Regions from separate parts of the Ovis aries genome. Here region 1 is linked to region 2. Evidence: chromatin contacts called from public Hi-C data. All regions are on one chromosome and are shown on one strand. The core of a region is the stretch at or near the end of the contact, and the rest is flanking DNA. Distances in the headings are between cores, read along the strand shown.

Region 1 (4,790 bases), core at 674-3,173, 150 kb before region 2:
TGACAGAAAGGAGACAGAACGGGAGACGGATGTGTGCTGTGATTCCCAAGCCCCTCCACCTGCGGGGACGTCCCTGGTGGTCCAGCGGTTAAGGCTCCACTCTTCCAATGGGTGTGGGTTTGATCCCTGGTTGGGGAACCAAGATCCCACATGCTGTGCAGCATGGCCAAAAAATTAAAAAAATTAAAATGACCCAAAAAAGTTGAATCCAGACATGGATCATTATGACCAAATCTCCATCGCACTTCCTGAACTGCCCCCACCCCCTACCCCAGAAGATCTCATACAGGACAGCAAACAAAGGCTGTATCTGAGGCTGTATCTGTGCCTCATTTGATACGTGTGTGAGGCATCATCAGGCCCCCAGTGTGTGTCAGGCGCCGGGCCAGGCTCCAGGGCAGCAGCAGTGACGCTCCTGCCCCCCAGGTGGAAGGACTAGACAAGCAGAGAGGCAACCAAAACCTCATGGCACGGGCAGACCAGGATATGACGCACACCCATGGGACCCACTGGCCCAGGCAGGGACTCTGGAGCCATCATCATGCAAAGAGGATGCCTGCCTTCAGGAAGCTCCAGCTAGAGGGGTGGGCTGGCTGCCTCTAGGTCTGCCAGTTCCCCTTGCCTAGAGGTCTAGAGCTGTCCGTGAACAAGGCTTCAGCACTCCTGGGCGTCCCGCCCACTTTCCTGAGTATGGCCTCCCTTGACTGCCTCATGGCACCCTTTGATCTCATTACCCCTTCTGGGCTCTTACAAGCCCTTCCAAACCCTCCCTGGGAAAACACCAGCCCAGCTGATCCCAGGAGATTTCCAGGAAACGAGCTGTGAGGAGGCCCAGCCTCCTCTGGGAATACCTCATGCAGCCTGGCCTCTCTCCTGCCCGACTGTGACACCTCTGGCCAGAAGGAGAAGAGATTTATACCAGTCCGTCCCAAGCCAGGGGCTTCCCTGGTGGGCGCAGTAGTGGTGAAGAACCCACCTGCCACTGCAGGTAGATGTTAAGAGACATGGATTCAGTCCCTGGGTCAGGAAGATCCCCTGGAGGAGGACATGGCAACCCACTCCAGTAGTCTTGCCTGGAGAATTCCAGGGACAGTGGAGCCTGGCAGGCTACATACAGTCCATAGGGCCACAAAGAGTTGGACACGACTGAAGTGAATTAGCACACACGCACATTACAAAAGGCCCAAACTCACCAAGGACTGCAAACCTCTCTCAGCAAGACAGACTGGGGACCTCTGGACAGGACTGAGGTTAGACCGAGAAGCCGAGGAGGCTCTGGGTGGGACACCCAGGGAAGGATCTACAGCAGCAAGAGACCCGGGCTACACCCAGGACTTGCTGGCATGGAGGAGAAGCCTGAGAAACTGGGAACCCCCAGGACTCTTTATATTGAATCCTTCCTCCATCCCGGGTGGAGGAGGGAATGGGGAAGGGGGCATCTTCAGAAGCAGGGAATGGACAAGCCCACTGGCAGAGACTCCTCTTGCCTCCCAAGTTCACGAGCAATTGGCGATAGATTGCTGGGATCTCAAATCCTTGGGTATATAAGGCAAGGATGGTGATGGGAGAGATCCAGAGAGGGCTTGACAGGCAGCGGGCCCTTGGTGATGATCCCAGGGCCTCAGGGAAATAAACTTGCCTGCCGCTTTCTCCTCCCCCTGAGTGCGGTCTGCAAGAGTTCCTCCCACCGTTTGCTACAGACAGCACTCGGGGAGGCCCTGGGCAGGTCTTTCCCAGCGCCTGCGGTCACCAGCGGCCCTCCCCTTCTCCCTGAGCTAGGCGTGCCTGGGGGGTGGGCACGCCACACGCATTCGAGGCGGGGCCAGATGCCCACAGCTTACCCTCTTTTTGTCCCGGGATTGGATCCCAGTGCGGGGTGGGGCAGAGCTGTCCCATTCCGCAGCACACACCTCCTCTGCTGAGAAAACGGGGCAGAGGCGCGCGTTGGCCAGAGAAGAGACCAGCCGAGCTCCTCCCTAGCCCTTCCTCTGCGCCTCGGTCCGGGTCCATGGCTCCCGACTCCCGCCACTCCGCCTCTCCCGCTAAGTGCGGAGGGAGAGCCTGGGATGCGAGCGAGCGCGGGGTCCCGGGCTGCGCGGTGCCGGTGCCGAGCACATTGCTCCTGCTGCTCGCCTACCTGACTTACCTGGTCCTGGGCACCTGCGTGTTTTGGTTGCTGGAGAGCCCCGCGGCGCACGATTCCAGCAAGAGATTCCAGCGCGACAAGTGGGCGCTGCTGCGGAACTTCACGTGTTTGGATGGCCCGGCGCTGGATTCGCTGATCCGGGTGAGGGGAGCGTCTGGGCGGCCCGGGAGCGGGGGCTCTGGCTTAGCGGAGCGCAAGGGCACGGGCGAAAGGGCACGGCCCGGCTCCGATCAGGGCACCGCCGGGAGCACTTCTCCGAAATAAAGTGGAAGGCACGGACGCGCGGACGACTGTGGGCGCGCGTTGCAGGGTGGAGACCAGCGTCCTGGGCTGGATGGACCCCAATGCAAAGACCCCGGCTCGGGCGAGAGAGATGCGCAGCGCGGCGCCATGAGCCCAGGGTTCGGGGCGAGAGGGCTAGACTCTCCAGATCGGGACCCTCCCTGTCTGGAGAGTTTCGTGGCGCACGCATCCAAATCTCGGGGTGAAGGCGATAGGGGGCGCACTGACGGGGTCCAGAGCTGGTGGGGCCCGACCGGGTCCGGGCAGCGTTAGGACAGAGCGGGCTGCTCAGATTGGGAGAAGGCAGGAGGGGTCCACCTGGGAACTCAGGGCACTGTGTTGGGTCGGACAGCGCGCGAAGGGCGAAGGGGCACCCGTGGCCCCTTCCACAGGAGACCCACGTGCGAATTTGAGACCTGGGGGCGGGGACAGCAGAGGGCGCTGGTCTGGTCTGATGATGAGTGAGCTGGCAGCAAGACCGTTGGAGGCTGGGAGGGCTGGGAGGAAAGTGGGTGCAGAGCGCTCTTATCCCCGCTGCCACACACACACACACACACACACACACACACACACACCGCCCCAGGTTAAGTGGAATGGGGCCGAGGTGCAGGAGCCAGGGGCCCGGGGACTTGAGGTGCGCAAAAAGAAAGCAGCAGACACAAGGACGTTCGGTGGCTGAACCCGGGTTTCTCCGAGTCTGAGGGCACGCACCGAGGGCCCGGAGGGTCTGCAGGGGTCGGCGGGTGGGAGGATGCAGAGGTCGTGGAGGGCAGAGACTGCTGAGGGGGTGGGGGAAGACTCAGCGGGGCGAGGGGAGGGGGGCAAGCAGGGGAGGGTTCTTCCAGGCCTCACGATGGGTGAAGGTCTCCTTCGACCCTGGGCTGGACGGAGAGCTGCTCCGATCTGACGCAAGAGTCCATCTCTGGGTCCCTGGCTTGGTCCATGAGCACAGACAGCTGCACCCAAGCCAGACATCCCTGCACTGCAATCCGGGTGCCTTTTCTGGCGAGGAAAGCAGGGCCTGTGTCCCAGAGCTGCCAGCCCAGAGCTGGTCCCCAGAAGGTAGCAGAGAAGTGTGTCTGGTGGCAAGGGCCAAGGGCACTGGAACGGAGGCGAAGTCCTGAGCCCTGGGCCTGGGCGGATGTGTCAGGCCTGGAACCCAGCAGGGGAAGGACTATCTCTGCTAAGAATCTCAGGTGACACCTCCAACCACTATCTCTAAACTTCTACAAATACAGACCGCCTAATCCTGGAGGCTGTGTGACACTCCCCTTGAAAAGGTGGCAAACTTCAATTACGAGCAGCCTGGCCCCCCAAAATGTGACAGTGATGGCAATGGGAATGGTAGGAAATACGTCTATGCAGCTCTTACTGTGTGTCAGGCTCTGTTCCTAGTGTGTGAACTAGCTCCAGCCCCACCTGTCTCACAGGTAGACGTCATTATTATCGTGCCCATTGTAGATATGGGGAAACCGAGGCTCAGAGAGATTTCATACGAAGGCACGGCTTCATAGTCAGGGCGCTGGGGCTCTCAACCACCATGAGGACTGCCTCGGTGCAGATCTGCATACGGGGGTGCTTCCCAAGTCTCCTGGCAGAGCTCTCATCTCTTCCCCTCCACCCACTTCCTGGTCACCTCCACTTCACCTCCTTCCTCAGCCCCCTGTGGCTTCAACCGTCCCCAGGAATACAGATGTGGTGTCTCAAACCCAGATCTCCCCAATGAGGGCAGACATGTTCATGTAACTTCCTGTTGTTGTCGTTCAGTTGCTAAGCTTTGTCCAACTCTTTGTGACCCTGTGGACTGGAGCATGCCAGGCCTCCCTGTCCCTCACCATCTCCCAGAGTTTACCCAGGTTCATGTCCGTTGAGTTGGTGATGCTATTCAACCATCTCATCCTCTCCCGCCCCCTTCTCCTCTTGCACCTTCCTAGCAGCCCTCAAATTCCCCCCAGGCCAAGAGTAAGCAGCTCTGCTCTTCCCTGCTCCGAATCTCTGCCCCCGCATCCACACACCTTCCGAATGCTCTTAGGTGCGTCCCTCACTACCCGCACCAAATAAGGCCAGAGCCCTGGGCTTCTGGGTACCTCCTCTCAGTGCCTCCTGGACACTCTGTGCCGGGAGGCAGGCCAGGCCCTCTCTGTCACTCACCCCTGCAGGACTCTCTCCTCTCCGGATCTGCCAGCATCTTCTGTGCTGCCAGCTGCCACGGAGAACACATACCTGTGCTTGCTCCCCTTTACTCAGTGACCTTGGGCGAGGCCTGCCACTCCATCCCCAGCCTGGCAGAGCCTCGCACGGCCTGGCTGCCAACTACCTTTCAGTCTCCCTAGTCTATATCCCAGACCCAGTCCTCCCTTCC
Region 2 (4,310 bases), core at 585-3,084:
AAATGGTCAAAAGAGTTTCAGGAATGAGAATCTAGCCCCAGGATAGTCAGTTTTGCTGCAGGAAGTAAAAGAGTAAAAGGTAAAGACCCTAATGTGTCTTCTTTGTCTTTGTACCACCAATACCCAGAACAGCAGTAGGCACTTGAGAAGTGAGCGTTTGACTCTCTGTATTTATTCTTGAGTTATCAAAAAAGTTGAATGGAAAATTACTGATTTCATTTCGGAACCCAGAAATATGTACACCCAAGCTGACCGGAAGAAGAGCCATATGACTACCGCACTACCACGTTATGGCAATAGTGATAAATTACAGGCTAAACTTCCACAAAGATGTACCCTCTTGAATGCCAAAACATCCTGACAAAGATTGTGCTAGTGCTTCCCTGCCAGTGTCTCCCCTTCTCCCCAAGGTCTCAGCTAGCAGGACTCCCACTAAAGCTTCCGAGATAGGCCATTTCCAAGCTGTTCCTCATAACGCAATGGAGGTCTGCAAACTCATTAAAATGCAAAACGGACAGCAGTACTCTCTATCATTTAAGTGTTTAGGGTTCTGTCTAAGATGACTTCCCTTCCAAGCTCTAAAACAGGTGTTTTAAACTTGGGATCCAAGTTAGGGCTTCAGGGGATGCATAAATCCTTTGAAATTGTTTGACAAAGGGTGTAAGTACATGCATACGTGTGTCTTTTCTGAAGAGGGGCTCCATATCGTTTGACCAGATTTTCAGCAAGATCTGTGACTCCAGAAAGATTACAGCACCCATTCTCTGGGGTGACATAGGCCAAGGCAACCTCTCTATGTGTTTTTAATTTAATTTATTGATTTATTATTTTCGGCTGCACTGGGTCCTTGTTACTGCGAGCAGGCTTCCTCTAGTTGTGGCGAGCTGGGGCTGCTCTTCGTTGCAGTGCAGAGGCTTCTCGTTGCAGTGGCTTCTCCTGCTGCTGAGGAGGACCGGCTCCAGGGTGAGAGGGCTCAGTAGCTGAGGTTCCTGGGCTTAGCTGCTCTGTGGCACGTGGACTCTTCCCGGACCAGGGATTGAACTCACGTTGCCTGCATTGGCAGGCAGAGGCTTAGCCACTAGACCACCAGGGTAGTCTCTAAGATGATCTTAAAAGGAGGACAGGGACTTGTCTAAATAAATGAGACAGAGAAACAAGATGCTATTGAACTGCTCAGCATAAAGATTTGATCCCACTCCCTCTTCTCCAACTCTCTGCTCTTGACTCTCCCACCCCACCCCCTCCTTTCCACCACCCACGGTGAAGAGTAAAGAGGGGTTCAAACTTCCAGGTTTATAGAAGAAAGGAAGAATTTTATAGCAGTGGGGGCCAGGGGTGGGGGAAGGGGATAGATTAACCGGAATTAGCTTGAGGCAAAGGAATCAGGCCATTCAAGATAACAACAATTTTTTTTTTTTTTCCAATCCCCTTATTTGTCTCCAGATCAGGTGCCTGAGCTCTGCACAGGAAGTTGATAAATGATTTAGTTCTGCTTTCCGCTTGGGGAAAGCGCCTGCTTTATCTCTGTGATTGCTTCTTTATTTGGCAACTCACAAACTTATCTGTTTTCCCTAATAAAATTGCCTGGCCCCTCTCCATAATGTCAGCAGGGCTCTCTGCTTTTCTCTGGACTTTAATATTGTTTAAACTTCAAACTAATTGGACTTTCACTTTGCTTTATTTTCCCATGCTAGACCTAGCCATTGGTGGTTTGGGTTTTGATTGTTTTGCTCCTTCACGAAGTTTCACATGTGAGGCTCCCAAGGATATCTGTATTGCACCTTTTCCCCCCACCCTTTCTTTCCTTGTGTAAACATCTGTCTTCCTCCCATCCTGGGACAGACACAGCTCTGGATGAGGCAGGATTTACAGAGGTAAATAAGGCTCAGGCTGTGTCCTCAGGGACCAGCTTTGCATTTCCTTAGCGAGAGTCGCCAGTGAGAATCATGCCGGACAAGGGTGCCCAGGCTAGGAGCCAGCGGGGCTGAACTCCATCTGCCACTCTGCTTTGCCAAGCCATGCACCCTGGAGCAGAGCTTGTCGACCACAGGGAGGAAATGCAAAAGGGTACCATATGGGTCAGAAGCAGCCCTTCCCCTAGTGTATAGTTGCTGCTTGCTGGCATGAAGTATATTACCGTCCTGGACACCTACTTAGAAGTCCAGAAACTCAGATTTGGTCTTTCTCTCTGAGTTTCAAATTCTTCACCTGTATAATGAGCGTGTTGGACTCAAGGATCTGTGAGGGCCTTTTTGCTTTGAGCACTAATACTAGCAGTTGTCAGATTTAACTAAAGTAGCTCCATCCATCCATCCACCCATCTATCCACTCCATCTATTTTAAGAATATGAGCATCCGGGGGAGGGATGGGGTTAAGGCATTGCAGAACAGAGATGTGACCTGGTGAGACCTTTTCCACAGAGTGTACCCTCTTGATCTCGAGGGTACACTTCGCCTGCCTTTGACGATGATCCTTTCCCTCCCACTGGCAGCCAAGGTATTTATTAATCCATGTCCCACTCCAGTGAGCAACCATCATGTCATTATAGATGAAATCAATACGCTCAGCACCTGCAGTCAGCCACGCAGCGTGGAGAGGCTGGAGTGTGCGTGGGTTGATCCACTTGCTGCATTGACATAAAATACCACTGCAGCCATGAAAGCTAATGAACTTCTCTATCCCAGCCCCTGACCCTATAAGGGGTGGTGGGTGGTTTTACAATCAAAGAACCAGCAGCCTGAATGAGAGACAACAAACAATGATAAGTATTGAATCAAATTGACTTTGGGTGCCTGGAGAGGGCATAGAGCCACAGCCGAACAGCAGGGTGCAGGTGGGATGCAGAGACGTGAAGTGAGAGATTTCTCATAGGGGAGGGGTCATTCTTCTGGAGGCCCCATCCTGGGTAATAAAGCAGGCTGGCCAGGGGGTTTCTGCTCTGTTGGAACCCCTTGCTTCCATCTGACTCATTAATTTTGTCTTTTAAACCTAGCCCTCTGCCAAAGAGGATTTGCAATGGCTAGCGATAAAAGTACTGTTAGTCAATCAGTCATGTTCCACTTTTTACGATCCCACCAGGCTCCTCTGTCCATGCAAGAATACTGGAGTGGGTTGCCATTCCCTTCTCCAGGGGATCTTCCTGACTCAAGGAATGAATCTCGGTCTCCCATATTGCAGGCAGACTCTTAACCATCTGAGTCACCAGGGAATAAACTTAAAATGAACCAGAAAGCTGTAAAGCCCCACAGCAGGGAGTCCTCATTCATTCAATGTTCTGCTCTCTGAAATTAACAATTCTCTACATCACACCCAGCTGTGTGCTGGATACGCAGGGTGTTTTTGTTGGTTGGTTGTGTTTTATTTTTATTTATTTTTCCTTGCGCTGGGTCTGTTGCTGTGTGCAGGCTTTCTCTAGCTGTGGTGTGTGCGCTTCTCACTGCAGTGGCTTCCCTTGTTGGAGAGCACAGGCTCTAGATCACGTGGCCTCAGTAGTGGTGATGCACGGGCTTAACTGCCCTGCGCCATGTGGGATCTTCCTGGACCAGGACCAGGGCCTGGACCTATGTCCCCTGCACTGGCAGACAGACTCTTAGCCACTGGACCCCCAGCAAAGTCCTGGATATTCGGTTTGATCCATATAGCAGTTTACAAGGGGATTGAGGTTCAAGATGTTTATTGAGAAATTGAGTCCCAGACATCAGATGTGGGGACACAGAATGGGCTAAGAGAGAAAACAAGCCCTGGTGACTCAGACAGTAAAGAATCCACTTGCAATGCAGGAGACCGAGGTTCAGTCCCTGGGTCAGGAAGAGCTACCGCACACGGGAATGGCTACCCACTCCAGTATTCTTGCCTGGAGAATTCCAAGGACAGAGGAGCCTGGCGGGCTACAGACCATGGGATTGCAAAGAGTTGGATACGACTGAGGGATTAACACATAGCAACATAGTGACAAGAGAGAAAAGATTCAGATTTTAGTTCTCATTCCATTGTTTCTGACTTAGGCAATGCAGGGCCTCAATTTTCTCAGCTGTAAAATGGGTAGCTGGGCTAGGTCAGTGGTTTCCAGGGAACTTGTTAAAGCTGCAGATGCCTGAGATCCACAGAGATTCTGCTTTCAAATATCTGCAGAGGAGGCCAGAGTCTGTACTTTAAATGCTCTTGGACCTCTGTCCTGGGGGTTTCTGATGTTGGGGTCTCTGGACATATTTTTTTAAAAACTCTAGGCCAAATATCTGAACTTTAAAAATTTTTCTTTTTTTCTGCCTGTGTCTTGAAGCTTGTGGGATGTTAGTTCCCCAAACAGGGA

Evidence for each region. A called contact is a pair of places that touch in the nucleus more often than the background predicts.
Region 1: a contact with region 2 is called in a Hi-C map of liver, with 6 times the contacts expected there. The contact joins the promoter of KCNK17 here to the enhancer-like site in region 2. A contact is called at or near these places in 12 of 16 Hi-C or Micro-C datasets (blood, hypothalamus, liver and 6 more).

What each region holds. Positions count from the first base shown.
Region 1 is chr20:13,184,514-13,189,303 of ARS-UI_Ramb_v3.0, reverse strand. KCNK17 (potassium two pore domain channel subfamily K member 17) reads left to right here and starts at 1,923. Exons shown (of 5, transcript XM_027958491.3): 1 at 1,923-2,287. The coding sequence starts at 2,009. It overlaps KCNK16 (potassium two pore domain channel subfamily K member 16), which reads left to right. Exons shown (of 5, transcript XM_004019206.6): 5 at 1-207.
Region 2 is chr20:13,032,670-13,036,979 of ARS-UI_Ramb_v3.0, reverse strand. No RefSeq gene overlaps it. Among named protein-coding and RNA genes, the nearest start is that of SAYSD1, 44 kb to the right of the region's middle. Within about 2 kb of position 1,834, at least 4 of the 54 cell types and tissues checked have an H3K27ac peak or open chromatin away from gene starts, as enhancers often do. A contact at or near this core is called in liver, where this site is marked.